2 separate regions of the Triticum aestivum genome follow, and region 1 is linked to region 2. A link is a contact called in public Hi-C data. All regions are on one chromosome and are shown on one strand. The core of a region is the stretch at or near the end of the contact, and the rest is flanking DNA. Distances in the headings are between cores, read along the strand shown.

Region 1 (5,738 bases), core at 324-2,823, 260 kb after region 2:
CCGCATGCCGCAGCGCCGAAGTATGAACTGGAGCGGCACTCCGCACTCGACCTAGGCCTAGCACCAACAATCCAGCAAGAGATGATATATGTAATGCAATTAGTTTTCCCAAATTCTTAGTTCAACAATTACATACTAGTATCCCAATCCCGAACAAACTAGATTACATAGGAATAGCACCAACGAGGTAAACTGGATTATACTTCTGATGTGAGTTTTTCTTTTGAACTTATATGGTTCCCTTCTCTGAATTGTTGCAGTAATTTGACTCGAACTTATAGCCTCGGTGGAGGACTAGACTCGAACTTGTAGCCTCAGTGGCGCACTAGACTCGAATTTGTAGCCTCGATAGTCAGAATTGTTGAGCTTGGACGGGCAAGGGAGGTAGAGCTGGACTTTGGTAAGCACCATACCTGGACGGGGACTACGCTGAAGCAGTGCATGGGGGCTGGTTCCCGACCGCGCAGGGATAAGCAGTCGGGAGGAAGCACGGGGGAGGCGGTGGTGCCCGTGTTGGTGAACGGCGGCGAAGTGGAGGTGGGTACCTGGAGTCACGGTGGAGGCAGTCGAGAGGAAGGCCGCCGTCCCTCCAATCCGGGTGTGGGCGGCGGCGCTCGAATCCGTGGACGGGCACCGGCTCTCGAAGCTGGGGGTGGCGGACGGGGAGGGGCCAGCGCCAGTCGGCGGGGAGGCGTCGGCGCGACGCCCGTCGGAGGGAAGGTGCGCGGGAAAGGGCCGGCGAGCCCGTCGGCGGGGAGGCGTGCGGACGGCCAGCCGGCGGCAGCGCGTGTGTCGGAGGAGCTACCCGTCACGGCGCCGTGGGCTCCCTCGCTCTGGCTGCCGCCGTCGCTCGCTCGCCCGCGACGGCTGGCTCCGGCGGTAGAAGGCGGGTTAGATTGAGACGGGTCGGGGAATTTCTACTATCGTCTGCGCGTCGCACTCTTATAGAGACTGAGAGTAACAGAATAATATTCTGTTACCGGTGGTAACAAAATAGTCCAGCCCTATATATATATATATAGGACAGCACTATTTTAATCCCGCAATTAGAATAGTTATTTGGATCACAGCCTCTTATATAGCAGCGATCGGGTTGTTCCCAAACTCCCGAACTAGTACATCCTTGTAAAAAAACACCCCAGGCCTGATCAACCTCCCACCCCGACCCCACGATTCCCACCTCCCCGCATCCCCTCCGCCGCCCTCGCCCCGCCCAACGCCGATGCCGCCTCGTCCCCGACCACCGGTGCCTCCTCAGATCCGCCGCCACCACGCGGCGGCCAGCTCCCCCGCCAGGGATCCGCTGGGGACGGCGGCGGCCCGATTCCCTCCCGTGGCCAGCCACCTCCCGCTCCGCCCTCCACTTTGGCGGCTGCCGGCGGCCTTCCATCCGCGCTGGAGTTGCCCCACTCCTGGGTCCGGCCGCCGCGTCACCCCGCTCCTGGGTCCGTCCGCCGCGACGCCCCGTGCCTGGGTTCGGCGGCCGCGCTGCACACACCCCTCGATCCGAGCACACGAGCGCCGGCCTCCACCAGCAGCCCCCAGGCGCGCAGCCCAGCGGCCCACGGCCCCATCCCCCGACACCGTCCTCCCTAGCTGTCTCACCTTGGACGTCTTCCCTCTTCTGCCTAGAACTTATCCAACCTCTTGCCTCGTCGTCTTGGCGTTCCTCTTGCTAGCCAGTACATCTCGTAGGTGAACCAGAAGGTGCAGGTGCAGAGCTAACCTGTGCAGAAACGGAGGAAAAACGATAAAAAAGGGTTGGCAGATCCAGTCGAGCAAGCTGTGGAAGAACAGCTCTGTATTTGTATTTGTTTGATGTATTTGTTGGCCTCCTCCCTCTTGTTCTGTCCTCCAACGATCCATCCGGGCATGCGTCGTCAGTGAAGACAACGATACTTCTTGCAGCAAAAACTGCAACATTTCTTCAGTAAATTTCCAAAAAATATTTGCAGGAGTTCTCCTCTATCAGTTCAACAAAATAACTAACAGCAGTTTGACAGATCCACGCCTGGAAGGAAGACTTCGTATGAGCACCTGCCGCCGATCATCGACCATGTTCCCAGGTAGCCATCCCGCCAGTGCCTCATCGTCCCTGAGGCCGCCCCTTCTCTAGCACGCAGCACCTTCCAGAAGGTGTGCGTGTGTGATGCTGCGTGCCGTGGCGGTGAGCGTGGCCGTGGGCTTGCGCCTGTTGTGCATGCGTGCTGGCGCGCTGTGCGCTCCCTGTGTGTTGTGTATGCAAGTGGTGCGCGTGCATGTAACGGCTCGGTGTGCTTCCATAGGCAGCCTGTGTGATTGCTACTGCCTAGTGCTACTACTGTTGACGCTTTTCCTTGGAATGTACTTGTGTATTTCTTTCTCTGAGTTTGCCTATTTGACCAATTGAATGATATGGTGTGGATAAATTATACTTTGTGGATGTCCGACATTAAAACACTTCCCCTAATTTTGAAGTAAAAACATTTGGGAAGTTTTTTGGCCATGAAAGTTCAAATGTCGTCGTATGCTAAAGTTCAGATGTTCGATAAATAGCCAGTTGACATAGTATAGAAGCTGAGTGGAACTACATGGAGATGAACTGTACTTTAATAAGAGATACACGTTAGTAATGTTTAAAAAAAGGTCCTTAAAAACATCCATATTCCTAGTTTTTCGCTCCATTCGGTTTTCCAAAATGTAAACAAAAAAATCATGGAATTCAAAGAATAAAAACTATGGAGTTTCATGAAAAAATTAATAGCACCCAACTTCATGTTTAAGAAATTCCGAAGCTCACGTGTACCACGTACAGAAGAAAAATGATCAAATGAAAAATGGACCGCCTAGGCCATTTCACCGAGAAGCAAAAATGCATAAAAATGTCGCAACAAAAATCTATAAGAATTTAAAACTTAAAAACCGAAGCAGGTCAACATTAAAAAAATGAAGTTTTTAATGTCTAAAAGACAAATTTGGAAGTTCAAAAATTTTGAGCAAGAAGTTAAAAAAAAGTAGTTCAAAAATCTTTATAACGGATTTTCCCAGTTTGTAAAAAAAATCAATGAAGCTCAAATTAAAAAGTGGAGCATTTCAAAAGATTGTATAAAAACTAATTTTCCCCATTCTATAAAAACTATTAAGTTCAAAAGAAAAAACGGCGCGGTATCATTGTTCATATAAAAAAGAATTTTCCCCGTTACTAACCAATAAAACTAAGAAGTTCAAATTTTTAAAGTAGTGAAGTTCGATGTCTATAAAAAAATCGGATTTTTCATATTGTTAAAAAATAAAACCAAGAAGTTCAAAAATTAATAACAAAGAAGTTCAAAAAACTCGATTTTTCTCGTTACTAAAGAATAAAACTAAGAAGTTCAAATTAAAATAATAGAGAAGTTCAAGTACTGCAAGAAATGCATTTCAGGTGAGAAATAAAAGTATAGAAAAATAAAAGATTAAAAGGTTTGTTGAAAGAAGTTCAAGTGCTCTGTCCGGAGAAGTTCAAAAATTATGGCGAGAGAGGTTCACCATGTATTTCCATGTTCGATTTTTTCCGTATAAAAATCGAATACAATTCTTTACTCAAAATATAAAAAGGTGAAGTTCATATTGAAATAACAGAGAAGTTCGGAGTTTATTAAAACCTAGAATTTACCTGTTCAAAAAATAAAAAATACAATGCCATTTTTTGCACTTTTAAAAACAACTCATAAACAAAAAAATGGTTGCTAGAAGTTCAAGTGCTCTGCGAGGAAAAGTTCAAAAAATTCTTGTGAGAGAGGTTCACCGTGTATTTAGAAGTCCAAAATACATAAAAAATATATTATTTTTTGTGTTTTAAAATAATTCTCTCAAACCAGATAGAAGTTCAAAGTGATAATAACCAGAAGTTCATGTACTACATAGTGTGTATTTCATATAAGAAAAAAAACAATAAATTGAAACAGAGTGAAGTTCAAACAGACATGGCCAAGAAGTTCAACTACTTCACACAGTGCATTTCCATTTGCGATGAAGGCAAAAATTATGATATCGTCATTTTCTAATTTACTTCAAAACATGAGGAATATCATTTGTGTAAGTTTCAAGTCCTCGTCGGAGAAATTTAAAAAAAATTATCAAGAGAGAGGTTTGTACAAAAATAATAACATTTATGTGACACTCACGAATGAATGAGAAAATTACAAAGAAAATACGTCACAGAAGTTCAACGTGAAAACAATGGGAAGTTCGACTACTATAGTGAATGAATTTGAGATGAAAAACTTTTAAAATTGTCGCGAGTATGAAAAAACGATCAACACGGGAAAGTTGCGTGTTTACAGCAGCTTTCCATCGGTATATCACTTGCTCAATTCCAGTGAGTGGATGGAGAGCTACGAGCAGTGGATGGAGAGCTACGGGCAAAAAAAGCACGTGAAAACAGAGTGAAGTTCAAGTAGACATGCCGAGAAGTTCAGGTTCTTCACGCGGTGTATTTTCGAAGAATCTATTTCGCGATAAAGGCAGAATGAACGATCTCGCCATTTTCGAAATTACTTGAAAACGGCAAGGAATCACAGAAAACCATCAACATGAAAAAGTTTTGAATTTTCTGTAGCTTTTTAGCGTTATATTATTTGCCCCATTCCGATAAAGTTTGTAGAAATTATGGCAACAATATGTTTTTAGTCATTTTCAAAACTGACATAAAACTGTAATGAATTAGGAGAAACAATATATACAAAAATGTTTCGCATTTCTTCAAGCTTTCCAACGCCATATCATTTGCTGCATTTGGATGTACGGTTAAAAAATTAGCTCGAAAATACGAACTCGGTGGAACTTGTACCATTTTTGAAATTACTTTTAAACCGTTCAAAATTAGAAAAACTTTTAAGATGCAAAAGTAGCGCATTTTCATAAGCTTTCCAATGCCATATTATTTGCCTCAATTGGATTAGCCGTTTAGAAATGGCATCAAAAAATACAAACTCGGGTGTTCCATTTGCGAAATTCTACGATTTTCCGAATTACTCTTTAACCGTAAGGAATTAGAGAAAACTTTCAACATGTGGAAGGAGCGGGTTTGCAGCAGCTTTCCAACGCCATATTATTTGCCTCATTCCAATAAACGGTTTAAACGAAAATATGATTCACATTTTTTGTATGAAGAAAAAACGGTTTCAAAACTGCTCTTAAACCGCTTGCATTTTGCCAAAAATTTAACTTGGGTCATGATACTGATGTCCATAGCTTTCCAACGGTATATCGCAAGCCCCATTTGGACACCTTTTAGCTGAAGTTCAACCTAGTACTCGGGGAAGGTCAGGCGCGTTACTCGGGAAGTTCATGTTGTGATCAGAATATTATTCTGATCCCGTGATCAGAATAGTGTTTATGTATGTATACATATATATATATATATATATGTATGTATATATATATCGATTACTCTTATGTCTCTCAGATATAGACACCTCACTCTTTATCAGAAGCCCACCACCTCGTCCCCACTCCCTTCCCCCACACAAGCCTTTCTCTCCCCCGGACAGAAACACGGGAGCACATTAATCCCCCCTCTTTCCTAAGTCTGAACCCCATTATAGGTCTCTATCATTTTTGTCTCTCGGGCATGCACACATCTCTTCCCCCACTCTCTAGGTCTCCCGGCATCTCTCTTGCCCAAGCACACACACTATTTAACAGTGTACCATCCCCATACAGACAAAACGTTGCCCCAAACATATATCTCCCTTGCTATGTGGTTCTCGCACACT
Region 2 (5,670 bases), core at 1,838-4,337:
AGACGAAAATTGACGGAAGCGGGATGGCACAAAATATAGCCTCGCCCCCTCCCCCATTTACTCACTCAACTTGGCTCTCGGACAAGCCCTTCCTCTATTCTGGGCATCGGTGGCGATGACGACTCAGATCCATCGAAGCGGCAGCGGCGGCGTTGGTGGAAGCTTGTAGTCCCCTTCTTCTTTGACTCCGCCCGGCTATCCTCGTCTCAGCCATACCCCCTCCCCCCACCTCGACCCTGAGCTGGTAAGTAGCATACAACCCCCCTCCTCTGTTAGGTCATTTCTTAGGACCGTTTAGGGTCGGTTGCACCATTGTTGACTGCACAATGGATGTCGCTTAGGTTGTGGATGAACGGATGAAGCTTGTAGTCCAGGCAGCATCGTTGATAGATGTGGTTCGAGCCTGGATCTTGTTGGTCCATAAGAGAGTTGGTCGTCAGAATGACAAACTTGTCATCTAGTATGGTCCATGTTAATCCGAGATCGGGAGAGGATAGTGAATATGAACTACATCTACAACCGTAACGACACATAGGCCCGTGGATGCTTCGAATGAAAAGAGCATATTTCGCCAGGCTTGTGCAAACGTTCAGGAGCAGGGGGTTGCTACAAGATAGCATCCACACCACTATGGAAGAGCAAGTTGCCATGTTCCTGCATGTTGTAGGTCATAGCCAGAGGTTCAGGGTTATGCACAACACATTCAGGAGATCAATGGAGACCATTTCCAGGTACTTTAGGCAAGTGTTGTATGTTGTTGGGGAACTCGGAGGAGAGATGATCAGGTCACAAACCGGTCGGACTCCTAACAAGATTCGCACTAGCCCAAGATGGTATCTATACTTCAAGGTGAGCACAATACGTAGTTGATGCCTTGATATGCTTGTATTGTTCTGTTATAGCCATAACACCATCTTGCAATGCCATTTCAGAATTGCATTGGGGCAATAGATGGTACTTATGTCACTCTCAGAGTGTCGAGGTCATAATCTGCAGCATGCAGGGGGAGCAAGCACTATACAAGCCAAAATGTGCTTGCTGCTGTTGACTTCGATTTGAAGTTCACATATGTGTTGGCTGGCTGGGGAGGATTAGCACATGATGCCAACATTCTAAGTGACAACATGATTAGACCCGATGGCAAGTTCTACCTAGGAGATGCTGGTTATGCATGTCGACACGTGTTCTTCCACCCTTCAGGAAAACCAGTACCATCTGAGCGATTCCTCTGGTGGGAAATATCCTAGGACTCCTCAGGAACTGTTCAATCTCAGAGACTACAACCTTGGAGTTAGGGTTGAGAGGGCATTTGGACCTCTGAAGAATGGGTTTAAGATCCTGCATCAAAAGCCATTCCACCCTTACCCGACCCAAATTAAGCTTGTTCTTTCATGTTCAATCCTTTATAACTAGATCCTACAATGGGGTTGTGATGAACTTGTGCCGGGCGAGGAAGATATGATGCCCGATGATGTGGTCAGCTCTGGCCATGGTGTGGAGACGTTTAACAATGAAGCGTGGAGAACAAAACATTGGAGTGGGCTCAGACAACGTAGGATAGCAGAGGTCAGACGAAGAAGAAGAAGAAGAAGAAGAAGAAGAAGAAGAAGAGGATGGACTTCCACCTAGTTAGCATCGATGAACTTTCTCTTATTCAGCCATATGGCTCTTAATAATTTGTACTGCCATTTGTTAATAGTTAAGATAAACTGTCATTTGTTTCCTAGCTAGAACAAGACGTTGTTCAACTAGTGTGTGTGGTAAGGTCACCACTAGTGTGAAGTCACACCTTATGCCGTTTGCAACCAAACAACATGCTATTTGTCTAACAACAGCGACACGGGCAACCAAAAAACGTAGTAGAAATTGCTTCCTTGATGCAGGAAGCCTAATGCAGGCAACCAAACTACATGCAGATGTTGAATTTTAGCCCTATGTTTAGGGTGAGGGGAGGGGGAGGGTTGCGGGCTTGGCGGATTTTTTTTTGCTCGAGACCTTTAAGGGATGGCCAGGGGTGGAGGCAGCACCGCGGGTTAAGGGAGGGCGGGGTAATGAGAAGCGCGACCGGCTACATGTGAAGGTTGAACAGGAATAGTTCCACGCACGATCTTGGTCGTTAGATGGTCATCTAACGGTTGACACTGGTTTTTTTCCCTGGGTGCCCGATGAATAGGCACTCGTTTTTTTATTAAGGGGTAATGACCTCTAATTTCTATCGGAAATATTAAAAATCTAACGGTGGACTTTTAAGCATGTCAAATATGATGCTCGGAATGACAAATTATATTGTCGTGAGCATGACAATTTTCTTCAGCAAGCATATCAAGTCCTGGCAAAAAAGACTAAGCACATCAGGGATTTGTCATGCTAGAAAATCCGACGTCAGATTTGTAGCAAAACATCATCGCCCACAACCTTTCAAGACACAATCTACCGAAGGAAATTGCCATACTCGCAACATCATAAATTGATACCCCAAGCCGTCAGATTTGCTATGTTTGTTCACTGCAGAGAGTTAAAAAAGAAACATCATCGCCCACACCCTTTCAAGTGAACTGCCACTGATTGGCAACACCGCATACTATTATGTGGAGCCACATAACTCGCAGCTGGTCGTAACACGTCTGTACTGCAGACTCGACGTCCCGGGTAGGAACCAACTAGTGATGCACCACCAACAGATTTTATACAGGGAAGGGAAAGGAAGGGGAAAAAACCAACAGATGAGATGGACGCGCATCAAACCGCAAGGTCACACCTGTGGAAGATCTCCTCATCTTTTCTCCGCTTTACCAAATCGCCAGAAGCGACCCCAAATCTTCCTTTCAGGTCAGCCGAGCAAGCAAGAGGACAGGCCAGGAAACGAGAAAGAAAGGGAAGGGAACAAGAGAAAATGGTGGACCATGGCTTTGCTGTGGCTGATGGGCCTGCCAGGTCTATTCTATGGTGGAGTCAATTCATGGCAAGATTTGGGGGAAATCTGGCCCGGATCTTGCTTTCCATGAGGCGGGATTTCCTTTGGTCATCACACTTGTTTTCTCCACCCACCTTTTCCCCACCCCATATCTCCCTGGAATCCTTTCTCATGTGCTTCCGGTGCATATAAACTCGACTCCACCCACACGCTCCTGGAAAGCCCTCTCTCTCTCTCTCTCTCTCTCTCTCTCTCTCTCTCTCATGCCAAGCGCACACACCTCCTGCCTTAACTCTACCATCCTTGCTTTCTCCTCATAGCATCCTCCTCCATCACACAAAACACACGCTCTCTCTTTCTTCTCCGATGGCGGTGGCGATCGCGGAGGCTCCGTTCCATGTCTTGGCCGTGGATGACAGCGTCCTCGACAGGAAGCTCATTGAGAGGCTCCTCAAGACATCTTCTTTCCAAGGTATCAATCAATTTCATTTGCAGCATACGAAGTTGTGTTCCTGCTATGCCATGGCATCTGAGGCAGAGTCTCTGTTTCCGCAGTTACCACCGTGGATTCTGGGACCAAGGCTCTCGAGTTCTTGGGGCTCCATGGCGAGGACGCCTCCATTTCTTCTGTCCATGCGGACCAACTGGTAAGAAGACAGATGGTCTATCATGTGCGCAGCCACAGTACTAGTGCTCTGAAACTGTTTCTGATTGATTAATTTTGGGTTTGGTCCTAAGCAGGACGTCGAGGTGAACGTGAACCTCATCATCACCGACTACTGCATGCCTGGGATGACAGGGTACGATCTGCTCAAGAAGATCAAGGTACCAGCCCTTTTTTTTTTAGTTTGATTTGGTCTGCTCAAGCCTGAAGAGCATGGTGGCTAATGGTCTCCATCTGGCTTTTGTTGAATCAGGAGTCGTCGTCTTTCAGGGACATCCCGGTTGTGATCATGTCATCGGAGAACATACCTTCCAGAATCAACAGGTGAGCACGGTTACGGACCCAAAATCTTGTTTGTTTTGGAAACCAGATTGATTATTGATGGTGCTGATTTAGAAACTTTATAGCTGAACCACCGTTAGAAAAGATTCAGATAGTCTCATCTGTTATTACTACATGTTTGATAGACCTTGATCTAAATTTAGACACCAAGATCTCTTGGAATCCTTTATTGATTTGGGGTCACATGCCTTCTAATAAAGGAACAACCCCCACCCAGCTCACGTCGTGCTCATATTCTATCATGAAATATTTAGTGTCAAATAAATAGTAAAGATATGGAATGATACGGTTGTCGATCTTTCGAGTCGATTATCTCTATATAAAAAGGGTTATAGTAGCAGACAACTCACCAGTGCCACTTGTCTATTTCTATCGGCGCATATGGAGTAAAAACCCAAATATATGGACATAAATAAAGCTGTAAAGAAATATAGTAGGATCTTAGAATGAACTCTGACAATTACGGTTTTGTTTGTTCTGAATCAGATGCCTGGAGGAAGGAGCAAATGAGTTCTTCCTAAAACCAGTACGGCTATCAGACATGAGCAAGCTCAAGCCCCACATAATGAAAAGCAGATGCAAGGAGCACTGCCACCAGGACGAAGACCTGCTAAGCAACAGCGAGACCAACCTCACAAACAACAGCAGCAGCAGCGATACCGTCACCATTAGCGGCAGTAACCCCACAAACAACAGCAGCAGCGATACCATCAGCAGCAGTAACCCCACAGATAACAGCACTGGTGATAGCAGCAACATCCGCAAGAGAAAGGCGGCAGATGACGAAATTTTACCCAAGACAAGCAGACCAAACCACAGTTGTTAGCTGAAGAAAGATTGTTTGACAGTCAATCTTTTTTCCTTTCTTGGTTCTTCATCTTAATCAGGTTTCTGACATCTGATTTGTATGTAAAACCTATGCTAGCTCTAGTAAACGGATACGGCTTGAATCCAGTCGACCATGCTCGGTGTAACACGCCTGAAGTCCCAAATACCTTCAGGCCAATGAATCAGCATAGAGCTAACACGATTTTACAAACAGCTTGCTACACCTTTCATCCATGGAAACACATGCAGCCCTCAGAAAATACATCGGTATGTCACATGGTTCCCAGTAAGCTCACTGTCATATGTAACTTTAAGCACGGTTCCCTTGCCGAGGCCATAGTAGCGAGCAACAGGATCGGTCTCTAGCATGCGAGGGAGCTGAAAGATAAAAGCACCATTTTCAGCAAACTGTGGTTAAAAATAACTATATAACAACTTGATGAGGATTTTAAGAAATTGAAGGTTCATGCAAAAAGAACTTGATGAGGAGTAATAACAAATGCAGTTTGGCATTTTAGGCATGTGAAAAATCCAACAGGCAGACAAAAGGATAATGAGCTATGCCCCACAGCGACTAAGACATTAATATACTTATCTTCAATTCTTTTATGGTAACAGCACAATCAGTTAGTGTGTGGAAATACTAAATGTCTTAAACTGGGTAATACATCAAAGTTCTAGTTTAAACAAAACCAAATAAGAACACAAATAATATGGCAACCTCACAAAAAAATTATGGCAAATCAGAAAATTATCAGCATGATATGTCTATGAGACGCAAGTGGTCAGGATGGTAAAATGTATCAATGATGGTCTCCATCATCGCATCCAAGCACAACAAGGGATTGTGATCTTCCTTCAGCCACATTCATGTTGCAAACACAATCAAGCACATACTAGGAACTAACATGCAGACCAATAG

Evidence for each region. A called contact is a pair of places that touch in the nucleus more often than the background predicts.
Region 1: a contact with region 2 is called in a Hi-C map of an unstated tissue, with 10 times the contacts expected there. The contact joins the promoter of LOC123101294 here to the promoter of LOC123103029 in region 2. A contact is called at or near these places in 3 of 5 Hi-C or Micro-C datasets (leaf and an unstated tissue).

Annotation. Positions count from the first base shown.
Region 1 is chr5A:297,261,866-297,267,603 of IWGSC CS RefSeq v2.1, forward strand. It overlaps LOC123101294, which reads right to left and starts at 1,574. Exons shown (of 5, transcript XM_044522807.1): 1 at 1,515-1,574; 2 at 414-801; 3 at 1-57. The coding sequence starts at 1,574.
Region 2 is chr5A:297,001,777-297,007,446 of IWGSC CS RefSeq v2.1, forward strand. LOC123103029 (two-component response regulator ORR9) reads left to right here and starts at 3,088. Exons shown (of 5, transcript XM_044524517.1): 1 at 3,088-3,386; 2 at 3,470-3,561; 3 at 3,656-3,739; 4 at 3,832-3,902; 5 at 4,407-4,874. The coding sequence starts at 3,281. The coding sequence ends at 4,746. It overlaps LOC123103030 (DNA-directed RNA polymerases IV and V subunit 5B), which reads right to left. Exons shown (of 4, transcript XM_044524518.1): 4 at 4,308-5,126. The coding sequence ends at 5,001.